2 separate regions of the Capsicum annuum genome follow, and region 1 is linked to region 2. A link is a contact called in public Hi-C data. All regions are on one chromosome and are shown on one strand. Each heading gives the region's core, a stretch centred on a gene start, on an enhancer-like site or on the middle of the called end of the contact. The rest is flanking DNA. Distances are from core to core; before and after follow the strand shown. Region 1 holds the start of LOC107864157 (ADP-ribosylation factor-related protein 1). Region 2 holds the start of LOC107864682 (transmembrane emp24 domain-containing protein p24beta3).

Region 1 (3,350 bases), core at 443-2,942, 540 kb before region 2:
TGAGAGATAGTTGGGAGAAAGAATGATAAGAAGATGATGACTCAAAGATGAAAGTTGAGAAAGGTAAATGGTGGAAAATGCATTATCTGAAAGGAAAAAAAGTTGTTGAAAAATTATAGTGATCAAAAATAGTGAGGAAAGAGGAGAACATGGAAAAAAAGTTACGAAAATACCCCTTAAACGCGTTTTCAATGCGTGTAGCTCATGATTTTTGCTGACTCAACAAAAAGTGCCAAACTAACACACCTGTATGCTATTTAAGGTGTCAAAAGTGAACAACATCCATTTAAGGTACCAAAATGAAAGATGGTGCCAAGTTGGGGTACCTGTTGATGTGTTTGGCCTAAATAGAATTAGCTATGGGCTCTCTTTGCTAAATATTCCGCCACTAAATAATTTATTTTTGATAATTCGTCTAATAGCTTCTTTTTTGTTTGGAGATAGAATTTGTCCATGGTTAATTTGTTTTCTTTTGTAGTGCGCTATTTAAGTATGTTAAAAATACTATTACTACAAAGGCTTAATTCCAAATTAGTTAGGTTTGATTCAATGAATTCTAGTTATTTTGTTTGCGTTCAATTAGATCCATTGTATTTTTTTTATTTTTTTTAGGATGAAACTCATCGCTTTTGCAAATTCAATGATTATGTCCTCTAAGTTTAAAAATTGTATATGTTTTCTATTGACAAAAATAAAGCATATTTGAAGCGAACTCTTAATCTCTTATGTTAGAGACTAGGTCACTCAATAATAACACGAAATCACTTCTGAAAGTCTAAAAATGTAAGTACTTAAAAAATTAAAAACAAAAAGAGAAAACGTTCATCGTGTTGTCTCGTGTAAAACTATCGCTATAACCTGCAATGAACAATATACGTAACGTAAACTTTTATCTCTAAATCAACCTTTTTTAAACAACAAAAAGCAGTTACGTCGAAAATAAAACTTTTCTACTATATAAAAAAAGTAGAGAAAAATATAGAAGATATAGTTTGACACAATGGTAAGTAAGTACCACCTCCAACCAATGGAGTTGATATTTTTCGACATTTTTTTTTTTAAAACAATAACATATTCAGTATATTTCTACCAAGTGGGTTTGAGAGGATAAGTGTATGCAGTTTATACCACTATCTTAGAGGTGAGATAGAGAGACTGATTCGCATAGACCCCCTCCTTAAGATAAAATAGTTTAGAAAAAAAATAGTAAAGAGACAAGAAGCCATAAAAAATTACCACACCCAATTGCAGCTGTGCAGATTTTGGTTCAAATCATTAACCCGAATCGATAATTTGTTTATCGGATTAACGATTCGATTTTTAAACTTATTGATTCGGGTGACGATTTCAAATTTCTCATTAACGAGTTATAGGTTCGGGTGGCGATTTTCTTAAAATTTATATCGGGCCACCCGATAACCCGATAGTCAAATAGAGGCCCATATATAATTTTCATTTCTAAGTCTATTACCCACCGCCCATCCCAATTAAATCCCATTTCCCAAGCCCAGTAGCCCACCGTCATTTCTTACCCTAGAGACTTAGGTTTACTGGTTACATAATTCATCTCTGAATTTTCACTACGCCTCACTCTCTCTGTCTCTCAATAAACTGATAATATCAGTGGACCCAAAAGTCGATATTCAAGGCATCAAGCTCAACATTTGCTGAAAACTCAAAGAGATTAGAGATGGCCAAAGACGATTTGCTGCTCGGCTCTTGTTGTTGCGCTCACAGGTAATAATTTTTGCTCTTCTTACTGCTCAATCTTACTTTAAAGATTTGAAGTCTAAAATTCTTCTGCTTCATCTTCAATTCTGTCCAATTTCTAACCTATAATATATGCTTATACAAAGTTTGGCTTGATCCACACAAGGGCGGCCTATATATTCTAATTTCCAATTCTCTGTACGTGTATAGATTGTACTTGATGGTTTGAGCTGATTTTAGTATTATTGATGTGTGGTTGCTTGAATTTAGTAGTTCTTGATGTAAAAATCTGGTCTTTTTTGTGTTTCTGCTATATGTCTGATGAATGCATCCGGAGATTTGAACTGATTTTAGTATTAGTGATGTGGGGTTTGTTTTTTAGGAAGACGGCTGCTTGAATTTAGCAGTTTTTGATGTGAAAATCTGATCTTTTTGTGCTTCTGCTGTATGTGTATTGATTGTACTTTGTGATTTGAATTGAATTTACTATTAATCATGTGGTGTTTGTTTTTCTAATGACCTATGTTGCTCGGATACTCCAAAAATGTTATTGCATCCGTGTCGGATACTCAAAATTATCATATTTTTGGAGTCTATGTTGCTCGGACTCTCCATAAATGTTGCCGCATCGGGTCGGATCCTCCAAAAATTCACAACTTTGGAAGGATTCGACACTCACCCGTCGACATTCCTAAAGAGTTCGAGCAACATAGTTTGGAGGGACCCACGTACATTTGGTAGTATTCTTGGAGAATTCGAGCAACACAGCTAATAGTTGGTATCACGACTCCCTTCTTCCACAAGTTACTACTAATAATTAACTATAGTAATTAATTGCATAGTATGCATCCCAAGAATCGAGAATCAGAACCAATCTATGAATTTGGCACTACAGTGCTAGTGATGGATAATGAATAATATTATTAGTAAAATGGCGTATTCATATTGGGATGAGAATTAACCTCTATTTTTTTTCTAATGATAAGGGAACCCAGCATAACTAATCCCAACATAACTAATCCCAGCATAACTTGTTTTCCAACCAAACGACCCTTAATTTTGACATAAATAACTAAATTTCATAATTAACTGCGCTTGGGAGCTATCGAATAACCCAAAGTTTGTTTTAATAAAAAAACTTTGGTGGATCTGCATACAAAACTAAGCCCCCCCCCCCCCCCCGTACACAACGGAACGTTAGCGAACAGTCGATCCACCGCTTCCTTCTTTCAATCAGGTTTCACTTTCTCCTTTTCCGACCATTCATCACTAATAAATAGGGGTTAATTCTAATCCCAATATGAATTACGCCATTTACTAATAATTTTATTCATTATCTTTCCAAACTATGTTGCTTGAACTCTTTGGGAATGTCGACGGGTGAGTGTCGGATTCTTCCAAAGTTGTGAACTTTTGGAGGATCCGACCCGGTGCGACAACATTTTTGGAGAGTCCGAGCAACATAGCCTCCAAAAATATGATATTTTTTGAGTATCTGACACGGATGCAATTGCATTTTTGGAGGATCTGAGCAACATAGTTCATTAGAAAACATGTATATATTATAGTTCATTAGAAAACATGTGTATATTGAGATGTAAATGGGGTTTTCTAGATACCCAACCAGGTTTGTAGAACAC
Region 2 (3,333 bases), core at 549-3,048:
TTCAATAGTGGCTTTCTGTTGAACTATGATTATGTAATGGAGAAAAAACATAGCTCAGCTGGTTTTGCAGATGTCAAAAGAACAAAATTATAGTAACAAATTCAACTGAAGCAATAAGCTTCTAACTTAACTTTGTTCTTATTTTTCCTGTCGACCTATAATAGTTGATAGCTGATGTCCCTTTAAGATTCAAAAATGAAATGGACCTAGTGTTTCAAGTGCTTCTCTCCGCGTTAAAATTGCTTCCACTACTTGAATTAGCTTTCCTTTAGCATCAGATTTCAATGGATTCAAGAGAGTCTATTATGAGTTCTTCATAGGCTATTATGAGTTCAAGACAGTCTGCTTCGATGAAATTGGTTCACTAAATGGATTCTTATAAATGAATTGATCTAATGATAACTTTGAATATGGAATTGTTTTTCCATTATTTGGTTGGTATGTAGAACACCAACAAGGGGTTGATTCTATACACAATAAATCCAAACAAATGGCTCTTTTCTTTTATAGCGCGATAAGAAGCATGTTAACTTCTTCGCTTCCACTTACTATTTTCCTCCTGTGAATTTGCATAACAGTATGTTATCAGAGTTGATGGCATCCAAGGTGTTCACTGTCTCAGTGGATTTACAGCTCTACATGTGCATCCGCGACGTCCCCTCTGGTAAGACTATTGTCACTGTTGCAAGTGATTCTGCATTACATAACATCCAATATGTATGATATACATTCAAGATTCTACTTTTGCAGGGTTCTTGGAGATGCATTTTTGAGAGCATATCACACGGTTTTCGATTTTGGCAATTTACAAATTGGATTTGCAGAAAGTGCTTAGAGTGGTTTTCATGGATTACTCAAAAAACATTGTACTAGTCACTACTCAAAATTTGTTTGGTTTTGCAACTTGGTTTTCCTTTTGAGGGCAGATGAAATTCTGGTGTTGTGAATAAAACTGTTTGTACTTCTTTGGTCATTTGTCAATTGTTCACTCTAGTTCATTGTCCTTCATGCTGATGGACACGGAACAATGTATATTTGTTTCGGTAATATGTAATATTTCACGTAACACAATTTACTTTTCTGGTTTTGAGCGATCGATGTGGAATTCCATTCTGTAGGGAAGGAGTCCTACTGAATAAGTTATAGCGCTTAACGTATTTCAAAACTCTCTAATTCATTCTAAGGTAAAGTTCACACGTCACACGAAAAAATCAACAAGAAGAGAAAATTGCATTGTTTTCTTCTATTTTACCTGTACCTTAATAATTTGATGAAAGCAAGATGTGATCATAGAAATAATTTGAGATAAAAACAAATAAGGTTAATTTAATTAAATTATTTTTTAATCAATACAATATTATTTTTGCGAAGGAATGTTGCACAAAATACAGGACAGGAAGAAAATGAAGTAAGGGTGTGTAATGTGTTTGGTATGGATGAAAACAATTTTTTTTTCTCATATTTGGATGGAATACTTTTTTCAAAAATAATTTCTCTACAAAATAATTTTCATACAATGATATTCTATATGTGATATAAGTGATATTCTATGCATTTAACATAACATTTTTTCTTTCTAATCATACTAGAAAATAGTAATAAATTAATTTATTTTTTAAAAGATATTTTTATGAAAAATATCCTTCCTCATACCACACACTAATGAGCTCGTTTGGTTGAGGGCCAATAAATTATCTTAAAATAACTTATCTAATAATTTTATTCCAATCAAATATGAGACAATTCCTACTAAACTTAATCATAAAATTAATTATTCTTTATCCTTGGTTCCAAACTAGCCCCAATAAACAAACCAATCAAAGAAAAAGACATCGGTCTATAGTAGAATTTATAGAAAAAATTACACAAACACGGAACTACTACCCCCCACCCCCACCCCTCGCTCTCTCTCTTACAAAATCAGCCCCAAAATCTCCGAAAACAATTTTTTCCCAATTCGTCACAGCTGAAAATCATCGTCGGCGCCGGAGATGGGAACGGTAACCGGAGACGGAATCAGGCGGTCAAAGGTCTTCGCCTTGATATCAATTTTGTTATTCAGTTTCGTGAACGACATAACGGCGTTATCGGTAACAGTTAACGACGAGGAATGTGTATACGAATATGTTCTCTATGAAAACGATACTATTTCTGGAAACTTCGTTGTCGTTGATCATGATATCTTCTGGAGCTCCGATCATCCAGGCATCGATTTCACTGTATGAAACTATATTTTTCTTATGCTTAATTGTGCAATTTTTTATATAGATTTATGTGTTAATTGTTAGTAGTTTTATCGATTTATGCATTAATTGTTAGTGATTTTATCGATTTATTCGTTAATTGCTAGCAATTTTATCGATCTATTGTTTTGGTGCTTAATTCGTCACACAAGTAAAACTAGAAAAACTGAAAATCATCGTCGGCGCTGGAAATGGGAAACGGTAACCGGAGACGGAATCAAGCGGTCAAAAGTTTGGCTTTGATATCAATTTTGCTATTCAGTTTCGTAAACGACATAACGGCGTTATCGGTAACAGTTGAAGATGAGGAATGCGTATAGGAATACGTTCTCTATGAATACGACACGATTTCTGGAAACTTCGTCGTCGTTGATCATGATATCTTTTGGAGCTCCGATCATCCCGGCATAGATTTCATTATATGAAACTTTATTTTTCCTATGCTTAATTGTTAGCAATTTTATTGATCTACGTGTTTGTGTGCTTTTTGAAATTTGATTTTAGATGTGCATTAGTTTTTCTCATTTCTCTTTAAGATTTTGGTCATACTGGAAGCTATAGGATCAGGAATGAGGATATATCCATGATAAGGTGGGAGTGGCCTCCTTGGTGGATAGGATGAGGAAAGTGAGATTGAGATGGTTTGGACATTTGATGTGGAGAAGCGCAAAGGCCTCAGTTAGGATGTGCGAGAGGTTGGATATAGTGAGTGTGAGGAGAGGTAGAGGTAGGCTGAAGAAGTATTGGTGAGAGGCCATTAGACAGGACATGACGCAACTTCAGCTTATCGGGAACATTGCCCTAGATAAGAGGGTGTGGAGGTCGTGGATTAGAGTAGAATGATAGCGGGTTGAGGTAGGTTGCTTTTGATTTTAAATGAGCGTGTTAGTTTGTCTGTCTTAGATTTTGCTCTTTGTGAGTTTGTATAGATTTTTATAGATAACAATGATAAGAACTCTTGCTTGTATAATTCTTCATAGAAAATGTGTATACTGCTTCTCTTGATGCTCGCATCCGGAGTCTTGTGTGATAACTCATAAGAAGGTGCCTCCCAAACTTAAGCAAGTCTAACAAAGTGGTAGTTAGACCA

What was found. Hi-C and Micro-C count contacts between places; a contact is called where the count stands out from the background.
Region 1: a contact with region 2 is called in a Hi-C map of leaf, with 4 times the contacts expected there. The contact joins the promoter of LOC107864157 here to the promoter of LOC107864682 in region 2. A contact is called at or near these places in 2 of 5 Hi-C or Micro-C datasets (leaf and placenta).

Annotation. Positions count from the first base shown.
Region 1 is chr3:20,777,889-20,781,238 of UCD10Xv1.1, reverse strand. It overlaps LOC107864157 (ADP-ribosylation factor-related protein 1), which reads left to right and starts at 1,692. Exons shown (of 7, transcript XM_016710442.2): 1 at 1,692-1,737.
Region 2 is chr3:20,234,859-20,238,191 of UCD10Xv1.1, reverse strand. It overlaps LOC107864682 (transmembrane emp24 domain-containing protein p24beta3), which reads left to right and starts at 1,798. Exons shown (of 4, transcript XM_016711122.2): 1 at 1,798-2,219. The coding sequence starts at 1,992. LOC107864683 (aspartic proteinase) reads left to right here. Exons shown (of 14, transcript XM_016711123.2): 13 at 579-664; 14 at 751-1,094. The coding sequence ends at 835.